Regions from separate parts of the Sus scrofa genome. Here region 2 is linked to region 1. Evidence: chromatin contacts called from public HiChIP or PLAC-seq data. All regions are on one chromosome and are shown on one strand. The core of a region is the stretch at or near the end of the contact, and the rest is flanking DNA. Distances in the headings are between cores, read along the strand shown.

Evidence for each region. HiChIP or PLAC-seq counts read pairs in DNA pulled down with a chosen protein or histone mark.
Region 2: an H3K27ac HiChIP or PLAC-seq map of alveolar macrophages shows a contact between it and region 1. The contact joins two enhancer-like sites. A contact is called at or near these places in 1 of 5 promoter capture datasets (liver) and 2 of 2 datasets of contacts at active chromatin or transcription factors (alveolar macrophages and skeletal muscle).

The regions. Positions count from the first base shown.
Region 1 is chr14:39,331,995-39,337,093 of Sscrofa11.1, reverse strand. All of the region lies in intron 1 of HECTD4 (probable E3 ubiquitin-protein ligase HECTD4), which reads right to left. Among named protein-coding and RNA genes, the nearest start is that of HECTD4, 7.8 kb to the right of the region's middle. Within about 2 kb of position 2,998, at least 2 of the 83 cell types and tissues checked have an H3K27ac peak or open chromatin away from gene starts, as enhancers often do. A contact at or near this core is called in alveolar macrophages, where this site is marked.
Region 2 is chr14:39,530,050-39,535,148 of Sscrofa11.1, reverse strand. It overlaps HECTD4 (probable E3 ubiquitin-protein ligase HECTD4), which reads right to left. Exons shown (of 76, transcript XM_013990365.2): 71 at 3,803-3,906; 72 at 3,329-3,550; 73 at 1,411-1,577; 74 at 975-1,170; 75 at 185-407. Among named protein-coding and RNA genes, the nearest start is that of TRAFD1, 47 kb to the left of the region's middle. Within about 2 kb of position 2,783, at least 26 of the 83 cell types and tissues checked have an H3K27ac peak or open chromatin away from gene starts, as enhancers often do. A contact at or near this core is called in alveolar macrophages, where this site is marked.

The sequences.
Region 1 (5,099 bases), core at 1,749-4,248:
ATGTAAAGGAATGTTTGTGTTGTTTTAAACCACTAAATTTGTAATAATGTGTTAGTATAGCAACAGGAAACTAAGACATTTACCAATAAACATTTATCATATAAACTATGGTATTTCTGGAGTCTTGTGCAGCACTATAAAAATGCAGTAGATCTATACGTGGAAACACAGAAAGATCAAAACATACCAATAACTTTTTTGTTTTTGTTTTGTTTTTTGCTTTTTAGGGCTGCACCTATAGCATATGGAAGTTCCCAGGCTAGGGGCTGAATTGGAGCTGTAGCCACCAGCCTACACTACAGCCACAGTGATGCCAGATCCAAGCCACGTCTACGATCTACAGCACAGCTCACAGCAATGCGGGATCCTTAACCCACTGAGCAAGGCCAGGGATCGAACCTGAAACCTCATGGTTCCTAGTTGGATTCGTTTCCGCTGAGCCATGACAGGAATTCCAAGTTGTTGTTTTTTAAAGCAAGTTATAGAGGGAGTTCCTGCTGTGACACAGTGGATTAAGGATTCTTCACTGCCACAGCTGTGATGCAAATCACAGCTAGAGCTCAGATTTGATCCCTGGCCCAAGAAATTCCACATGCTGCAGATATGGCCAAAAATGGGGGAGAGGAGTTCCCGTCGAGGCGCAGTGGTTAACGAATCCGACTAGGAACCATGAGGTTGCGGGTTCGGTCCCTGCCCTTGCTCAGTGGGTTAACGATCCGGCGTTGCCGTGAGCTGTGGTGTAGGTTGCAGACGCGGCTCGGATCCCGCGTTGCTGTGGCTCTGGCGTAGGCCGGTGGCTACGGCTCCGATTCAACCCCTAGCCTGGGAACCTCCATATGCCGCGGGAGCGGCCCAAGAAATAGCAACAACAACAACAAAAGACAAAAAGACAAAAGACAAAAGACAAAAAAAAAAAAAAAAATGGGGGAGAAAAAGTAAATTATATAAAGATATGTCTAGCATCAAAACTTTTATACAAGATTTCCCATTGTGGCACAGCAGAAACGAATCCGACTAGGAACCATGAGGTTGTGGGTTCGATCCCTGGCCTCGCTCGTGTGGGTTAAGGATCCGACACTGCCATGATCTGTGGTGTGGGTAGCAGACACGGCTCAGATCTGGCACTGCTGCGGCTGTGGCATAGACAGGCAACTGTAGCTCCAATTGGACCCCTAGCCTGGGAACCTCCATATGCGGCCCGAAAAAGAAAAAGAAAAAAAAAGTGTTGCGGTTCCCGTTGTAAATGAGCCGTAATGAACCTGACTAGTAACCATGAGGATGCAGGTTTGATCCCTGGCCTCACTCAGTCAGTTAAGGATCTGGTGCTGCCATAAGGTGTGAGCTGCAGTGTGGGTAGCAGATGTGGCTTGGATCCTGTGTTGCTGGCGCTATGGCCAGCAGCTGCAGCTCCACTTCAACCCCTAGCCTGGGAACTTCCACATGCCACACATGCAGATCTAAAAAGCAGAAAGAAAAAAAAAAAAGAAAGAAAAGTGTTTTGGGAGTTCCCGTCATGACGCAGTGGTTAACGAATCCGACTAGGAACCATGAGGTTGAGGGTTCGGTCCCTGCCCTTGCTCAGTGGGTTAACGTGGTGTAGGTCGCAGACGCGGCTCGGATCCCGCGTTGCTGTGGCTTTGGCGTAGGCCGGTGGCTACAGCTCCGATTCAACCCCTAGCCTGGGAACCTCCATATGCCGCGGGATTGGCCCAAGAAATAACAACAACAAAAGACAAAAAAAAAAAAAGAAAAAAGAAAAGTGTTTTGTATACACGTACACATTCAACAATGGTCTTGAAGAACATACAAAAAAATTTATTATTGATTGAACTAAGGTGGAGAGTAGGATGGAGACATTAGTGATGGTAGTCAAAAGGAATTTCAGTTTTACCTGCATTTTTTTATAAGAATGTATTCCTGTATTAGCTTTAAAAAATTTAATAACTACGAAAAATGTTAAAAATGCAGGATCTCTGTTCATAGACATATTCGAATAAAATATTTTAATTACCAAAAAGTGCAAGACCAAAGTAATGGTATACAATCTCTGCAGTTTTATCTCCTTCTGAAGTAACCATGCATCTGTCCCATAGCTGACCACCTGCTGTTACTTACGTTTGTCTACAACTATTGACTAAACATCTTATGAAGCAGACTACACCCCCACCACCACAAATGTAAAACAAGACAGAAAGAGGGGGAAGGGAAGAGAAAGCATGAGGCACTTTCAGGAACTGACAGTCCTGTCATAATTATCACCATAGGTAACTTACATAACTTAGGAAAGAACAGGTGCATGACAATCCACCCAGTAGGTGGCACCTTGTGACAGCCAATATGGAAGCCAAGAAGATAGATAACAATCAAAACTGATTTATTTAGCAAAATCCTAAGCACACAATTGGTGGAAAACTGAAATGAAGACTATTATCTCATCTGTCAGCCAGATTCCAAACAAACTGGGAAGGAAGAGAATTCCAGAGGGATCACAAACACACAAAAAAGCACTATCTCCACTATTCACTACTAGAGAAAAAAGTTGCTGATAGGATAGTTTTGCTTTCATATACAATGAGCAGATAACTAAATATACATAAAATAACTTTTCAGAAAAATAGTACTTCCTAAAGAGAGTTCATATACTGTAAGTACATTATCAAATCCATCCTTATCTAATCTTCACATTAACCCTATTATTATCCCCCTCTTAGAGATGACTAGTCAGTCTAACAGTGGTTTTCTAGCCTTGACCCTGGGCTGGAATCAGATCTATTTCAGCCTCAGCTTTACTACTAACTCTAAAATCTTTGTCAAGTTACTTTATTTCTGTGCTATGGCTTCCTTATCTGTAAAATAAAGATAACAATAGCATCAACCTCAGAAAGTTTCAGTAAGGATTAAATGAGATAATGGGTGGGAAGTGCTTAGCACAGAGCCTGGAATGCAATATGCTGACACTGTTGTCCTGGTGGTGGTAGAAGTGGTGACAATGATGACAAAGAAGTTGCAGTGGAAGAAACCAGGGATTACTAAAGGTAATTGAACTTTCCCAAGGTCACACAGCTAATAACGGGCAGAGCTAGAATTTCAATCCCAGACTGACTCTTTAAATCTGACTTTAACCTCTGGGTAATGCTGCTTCCCATAGTCTCCAGGTCCTTTATCCTAACTTAACAGCTAGCCAGCCATGCCTGAGAGTTTTTGAGCCGTGTGCTAAGGCTCACAGAATACTGTACCAAGATTCAGTGACTCTTATTCCAGTGCTCATTAATTACCTGAGAATTAATTCTGTTGGTGAACAAAAATAGTTTATTCACTTATTCATTAATTCTTCCAAATGTAGAATTTGGAATTCTCTAAAAGTACATAAAAAATTCTATAAAAAGTATTTTCCAAAGAATTCTGACCAAAGGATAATAGGTGGTAGTAGCCTCCTGGGAGAACAGATCAACATTTATGAATTTAAATATCATCTCAAAAATAAAACAAAATAAATAAATATTGTCTCAAAGACTGCACTGAGTGTAACATAAGTATTCAAAGCCTTGACTACTTCAGTTGATCACCTCCAAACCCAAATGCTCCTTCACTTACATGACAAAAAAACAAACACACTCCAAAACTTGCCAAGTCTGTTTCACTTCCTAAATAATATCAGTAAAGCATTCTGGGCTTCTGTGGGTTTTGTTTGCTTGTTTTATTGAGGTATAACTGGCATACAATAAACTGCACATATTTAAAATGTACTGGAGTTCCCTGGTGACCCAAGGGTTAAAGGATCCAGGGTTGCCACTGCTGTGGCTCTGGTGTGATCCCTGGCCCTGGAACTTACACATGCTGCAGGCATGACCAAAAAATAAAACATAGAATTTGATGAGTTTTGACATACGTATGTATACATACAACATGAAACCATCACTACAATCAAAATAGGGAACATAACTATCACCCCAAAAGTTTCCTCATTAGCCTTTGTAATCCTTTCTCCCATCCTTCCTGTCTCCCATCCCATCCCCAGGAAACCACTGATCTGCGTTCTGTAACTACAGATTAGTATACATTTCCTAAAATGTCATATAAACGGAATCTTACAGTGTGTACTTCTGTATGACTGGGTTGTTCCGCTCAGCATAAATCTATTGTGTCAGTGTCAACAGCACATTCATTTTTATTGCTGAGTAGTATTCCATTATAAGAATGGACCACATCTGTTTGTCCATTCACTTGTTGATGGACATTTTGATCATTTCCAATGTTTGATAATAACAAATAAAGCTGCCATGAACAGACATGTTCAAATCTGTGGATAGTGTTGAGGAGGTCGCATAGGAAGAGGGTCCTCGTTAACAAACACAATGAAAAATGAGCAATACTAACCAAAATGCTTGGGTTCAAAATTAGTTTAAACTACACTATATGGTAAAAAATATCTTGGCTACCTTGAGCAAGTCATTTAGCTGTTCTGTCAACATCCACATGTATGATGCCTGTCCCCACCTGGAGTTGGTTAAAAAAAAAGACAGAGAGAGAGACAGGAAACTGAAATCTTCTGGAATTTCCACAAATAAGCTAATGCTTTGGGGTTTGGTTTTTTGGTTTTGTTTTTGTTTTGTCTTATTAGGGCTGTACTGCTGCATATGGAAGTTTCTAGGCTAGGGGTTGAATCCAAACTGTAGCCGATGGCCTACACCACAGCCATAGCAAGGCGGGATCCAAGCGTGTCTGCGAACTACACCACCACTCACAGGAAAGCGGGATCCTTAATCCACTGAGCAAGCAGAGATCAAACCCACATCATCATGGACACTAGTCAGATTCACTTCCGCTGCACCACAACAAGAACTTCAGCTAATGGAGTTTGTAAATTTCTTGTAAATTCCCTTTATTTTAAAAAGACTAATGTTCTATGAAATGCAACACAAAATTCAATAATAATTTGAATAGTCATTTTTAAGCTATCGCTTTTTTTTTTTTGTCTTTTGTCTTTTTAGGGCTGCACCTGCATCATATGGAGATTTCCAGGCTAGGGGTCTAATCCGAGCTACAGCTACCAGCCTACACCACAGCCACAGCCACACGAGATCCAAGCCGCGTCTGCA
Region 2 (5,099 bases), core at 1,534-4,033, 200 kb before region 1:
GGGACGCCCAGGACCCGTAGGCTCCCTCTCCCCGCCCGCGCCTCGCCCTCATTTCTATTTGGGCTTTGGTGTTCAGGTCCCTGTCTGTCGTTCCCTCCTCCACAGGGCCTGGCAACCCCAGGTCCAAACAGAAGGGCCTATGTATCCCCACTTGGAACATGACCAGGGAAGGTCAGGCCAGTACCTGCTGTGCCATCCGGGGGGGCGATCTTCATCGGGTACGGGGGCACATGGGCTGTGTCAGGGCCCCCGTCTTTGCAGGGGCAGGTGAATGGGATGCGCTCCTGGTTGCAGGCAAACTTGATGAACTTGCACAGCTCCTCCTGGGCAAACATCTCCAGTGCCCCCCAGAAGAACTCGATGTGCTGGTCTGTCTCCATCAGCCCCACCTGGTACATGGTGTGGGCCTGGGGAAGAAAGGCCCACACATGTGAGCCGGCCTGCAGTGGGCCAGAACCCGGAGCGGGTGCCGCAGGGAAACACGGCCGTGGGACACAGCGAGTTGCCAGGATGACAAGGTCCACAGAGGCAGCGGCTGTCTGTGTGACCAGCCTACACAGGAGGCCCGGAGCAGGGGCTCTACTATGTTACCGCCTCTGTGTAACACACACACACCTCAGTACACTAAAATGAAACTCACTGGGTAGGTCCTGTCACCATTCCCACTAGAGGTGAAGTCACCTGGCAAGGTCCCCGGCTGGCATGGGCCAGGGTGAGGAGTGGAGGGGGCTTGGCAAGAATATGCCACCTGAGCCTGGGGGTTCATTCATGGGCTCTGGAGGCAGGGGACCTGGGTCTGAGGTCTGACTCTGCTGCTTCCTGGCTGGGTGACCTTGGCAAGTGACTCTCTTACAGTGAGATGGGAGTGAGCACAGCTCCCCCCGACAGGAGGGGGACAGAGGAAGTACTGTGACATGTGACGGGCCACTGCAGACATGCCTGCCAGCCCAGCCCAGCCCGGCTTTGCCACCGACCTTCAGGAACTCAAGGTTGATGTAGGGGAGGCCGCACGTCCGCAGCTCCATCTCCAGCGGGCTGAGCGTGGTGAGCAGCTGCAGGGGGATGATGGAGCCCAGCCCCGCCCGTACGGCCGTCACGCACTCCACGTTCTGCAGCTCCCGCAGCCGCAGGCTCCGGATGGTGGCCGCGTAGATGTCCTTGTTCTCCCACCTGCGGGCCACGGGGGACGCGGTGAGGGACGATGCCCAAGAGGCTGCTCTGGCGCCAGAGGACCCCAGACTGCTACCTGGATTTCCCGGGCCTGGCAGCTCAGTGACTCCCCTCTGCTCTGGGTCCACCGCCTCAGCCCGGCCACTGAAGATGTTCCACCAGCTCTCCCGGGGCCCACGGTCCAGCCCACATCCTCCCCCTGGTGAGAGCCACTCGGCCCAACCGAGGCCGCACACTCACGCCACAGGGATGTGCCGGCCGCGGCTGCACAGCTCCACCTCCTCGCCCGTCATGGTCAGGTAGGTGAACCGGCAGCAGGGCTTGTTGGGCCCGTCGGGGCTCTCGGTGGCCAGGTGCTGGGAGGCGATCTCGGCGCACAGGGCCTCCAGCTCAATCTCGTCATTGATCTGGAGGGCAGAGCAGAGCGAGGCTGACCCAGACTGACCCAGGCCCCCGGAAGATGGAACCCCAACCCAGTTGGGCAAACACCAGGTACTGCCTGGGTAGGGGCTACCGTGGCCACTGTGAGTGGGTAGATGGCAGAGGCCTGGCCTGTCAGCCTTGCCATGACTTGAAGGTTAGGCACATGACCCAGGCCTGGCTAATGGGACCCAAATTACAGCCACCCCAACTGGGCACGGCTGAAGGTGGGTGCCATCTTGAGATCAGTCATTGACAGCATCATGGAGGTACCTGGATTCTGCCCTAGAGCCAAATCTGCATCTGTACTTTTAAGAGTGAATCATTTAAAAAAAAGGTATGTGTGGGGGGAGTTCCCGTTGTGGCTCTGCAGGTTAAGAATCCAACATGGTCTCCATGAGGATGCAGGTTCGATCCCTGGCCTTGCTCAGTGGGTTAACAATCTAGTGTTGCCATGAGCTGTGGTGTGGGTCGCAGACGTAGCTCGATCTGGCATTGCTGTGGCTGTGGTGTAGGCCAGCGGCTGCAGCTCCCATTTGACCCCTAGCCTGGGAACCTCCATATGCCACGGGTGTGGCCCTAAAAAGAAAAAAAAAAAAAGTTTCTCATCTGGATTGAGCTGGGGTTTCTGTCCTCAGAGGGCCCTGACTTGATTCCCCTTGTGTGAGGTATGTGGGCCACCTCTCTAGCATCGGCACCCCATTGATGGAAATTTAGGGTTCACAAGACCCTGATGAGCATGCTGGGCTACTGAGGAGAGGATAGGAACTGACCCAGCGGAAAAGCCTGCGGCTCTGGGGTGGTGATGACAGCGGGCACCCCTGACAAGTTCAAGGCGTTTCTTTCTGGTTTCTGTGCCTCCTCCTTCTCCCCTCCCCAAGATGGTTCTGTATCCCGGCTTGCCTGTCCTCCCCAGACAGAAGCCTTGGCTGGACTGTCTGCCTGGACACCAGCTTTTTTGTTTTGTTTTGTTTTCATTTGTTTATTCGGACACTATCTTAGAGGCCCTGCCAGTCTCAGGCCTCTGCTGCCACCCACAGCTCCTGAGGACTTCTCACAGCAGTGGCTGGGAACGACTCATAAATCCCCAGTCCACGGGGGGTGTCCTGCTTTGACCCTTCAGACAATTCACGTCAGCCCTGTCTGTGCTGCAACGCCCGCTGCTCGCCAGGCGCCTGGCTCAGCTGCTCCCACATGCTGGCTCCCCCAAGTGGCAGCTGTGGGGATTACAGAGAGCAGGTACTGGGGGCCCCTCAGAGGGCCTTCACGTCTGTGTCACCGGAGGCCCACCAGCTGGCACTTCCTTCAGCAGTTGTCCCCCATGGAGAGCAGCCTTCTTCAGGCCTCAGGAGAGGGAACAAGTGCTGTGTTCCCAGCGCTCTGCCTAGGTGATGCCCCAGAGCTGATCTCCTGCGCCCTTCGTGAAGCCCCGAAACGAAGCTCTTAAAAGTGAAACCAGCTCTGCGTGGAGCAGTTCCCACCCAACACCTCTGCTCCCTCTGCTGTGGGGGCCCCTTCCCCCTGTGTCCTTACGAGGTGGGGCAGATGGTAAAGGAGGGAGGCCAGGGGCTCCGGGCCCCGTGAGGCAAGCCTCGCCAGTAGATGTGCCTCATGCTCCCTCATGTTCTCTGGGAGGTCCCTGTCAGTCCCCAGGGGGGCCACAGAGGCCTAAGCAGAATGGCAGGCCACTGCTCTGGGGTCCTGCTGTCCCCTAGAAAAAAATGTGTTTTTTACTTACACTCTCAAATTTCTTGACATAATTGTAGGTGAGGATGTCTGCTTCCTGCAGGTCTTGGTCAGGGTCCAGGGGCTCCCCTACCAGCGTCTTCCAGAAGGAGGGCAGGAGGTCCAGGGGAAGAGGGACATCTGCTCGAATTGCAATTCCCAGCAACTGGCCCAGGAAGTGCAGCAGCTGCTCCTCCCCGTAGGTGATGGGGCTTGGGGTCAGGATGTACTTCCCCTGAAAGTGGAGGCACGCGTGAGCTGACCCACCTGTGCCTCTACTGGCCCCAGGAACATGTGTCCCAGGCTCACGTGACCCATGGCAGGCAGGAGGGAACCACTGCAAAGGGAGGCCCTGCCCAGACCAGGAAGGCTGGTGAAGCACCAAGCTGACGAGGCCATGCACCTGGCGAGCCACTGCTCCCAGGGAGCTGACTGCCGGGGGGGCGGGGGGAACACTAGCCGCAGCTGCCGGGGCCTGGTGTCTTACCTTGTTCTTGTTGACGGCGGAGCTGGGGCACAGCAGGAGGAGGGACAGTGAGGAGCTCTGCAGCTCTTTGCACACCTGCCACAGGAAGTGGCGGAAGGAACCGCCTACACGATAGACAGGGACCCATCAGCCTTCCCTGCCTGTAGGCCCTGTCCCCATCAGGAACGTCAGCGCCTCTGCCCCCCACCCCTGACCCAGGCTTCAGTGGCCTAGAAAGAGAACTCGCTGAGGGCTGGGAGAACACAGGGCCACTGATGAGCTGGGCGATTCCTGGGAATCACGTTCCTGCTGGAGCCAGCCTCAGCCCCTCATCTCCCAAAGGCGGGCAGTGACTGTCCCGACCTCCAGGCTGGTTTCAGGGATTGAGTGAGATCAAAGGCAGGCCCTATGTGGGACACCTATCACAGTTGCAAGTTGACAATGATGCTGAGGGCTTGTAGGACCCATGTTTGCCTCCTGTGCTGGGCTGGAAGCAGGGCTCCATTTCACTCAGAACTGTGTCCAGCCAAGCCCGGGACCTCAGTGTGCATTCAGTGTGTGTATAACTACACGGATGGACGCATGACACAGGCGAAGGGCAGTGGGCAGTGATCGACTCCTCTCCTGCTGCCACTCCAAACCTGCCTTTGGGTTTTTGGCAAAACTCTTCTCTATGGCTGGGGCTCCCTTGCTCTCCCCTGTGCATCCCCATTGGTGTCCTGAGGCATGAGAACAGCTGTGCACATACCGCTTGGTCAGACCCACGGGGAGGACTTGGCTGGGGAGATGTCAGGGCTTGGCCTTCACTCGGTTCCAGGAGAAAAGCAGGAGACTCTTGTCTCCTGAAGCCATCAAGGGCTGGGCTTTGGAACTGGACAGACCTGGGTTTGAACCCCAGTGAGCCCCCTGACCCTGGGAAAGCTACTTAACTTTGTGGAGCCCCAGTTTCCCCATCTGCAAAGCGGGACAGAGCTGGTGTCATTAGGAGCGTTAAGGTGTTGAGCCTGGTGTCTCAGTGAACAGAGCTATTCTCTGAGGTGTGCCCAGAGGCCGCATGATGAGGGCGGGATGGGAGACAGAGCAGCCCCAACAGTGTTCTCAGCCCGGTGCGGCTACCGGAAGAGGAACTTTCTTCCCCCATCCAGCGTGAGAGGATTTTCTGAGTGTCTGGGCTAATCTGACTGAAAGGATCCCCAGGGAACATTTTCTGAGTGGCCATTCCTCATCCCTGCAGCGTGAGATGTCAGAAGGTGCCATTTTGATCACAGGCTCCTCAAACCCCTGTCTCTCATGGGGCACATACAAGATTTTAACTCAA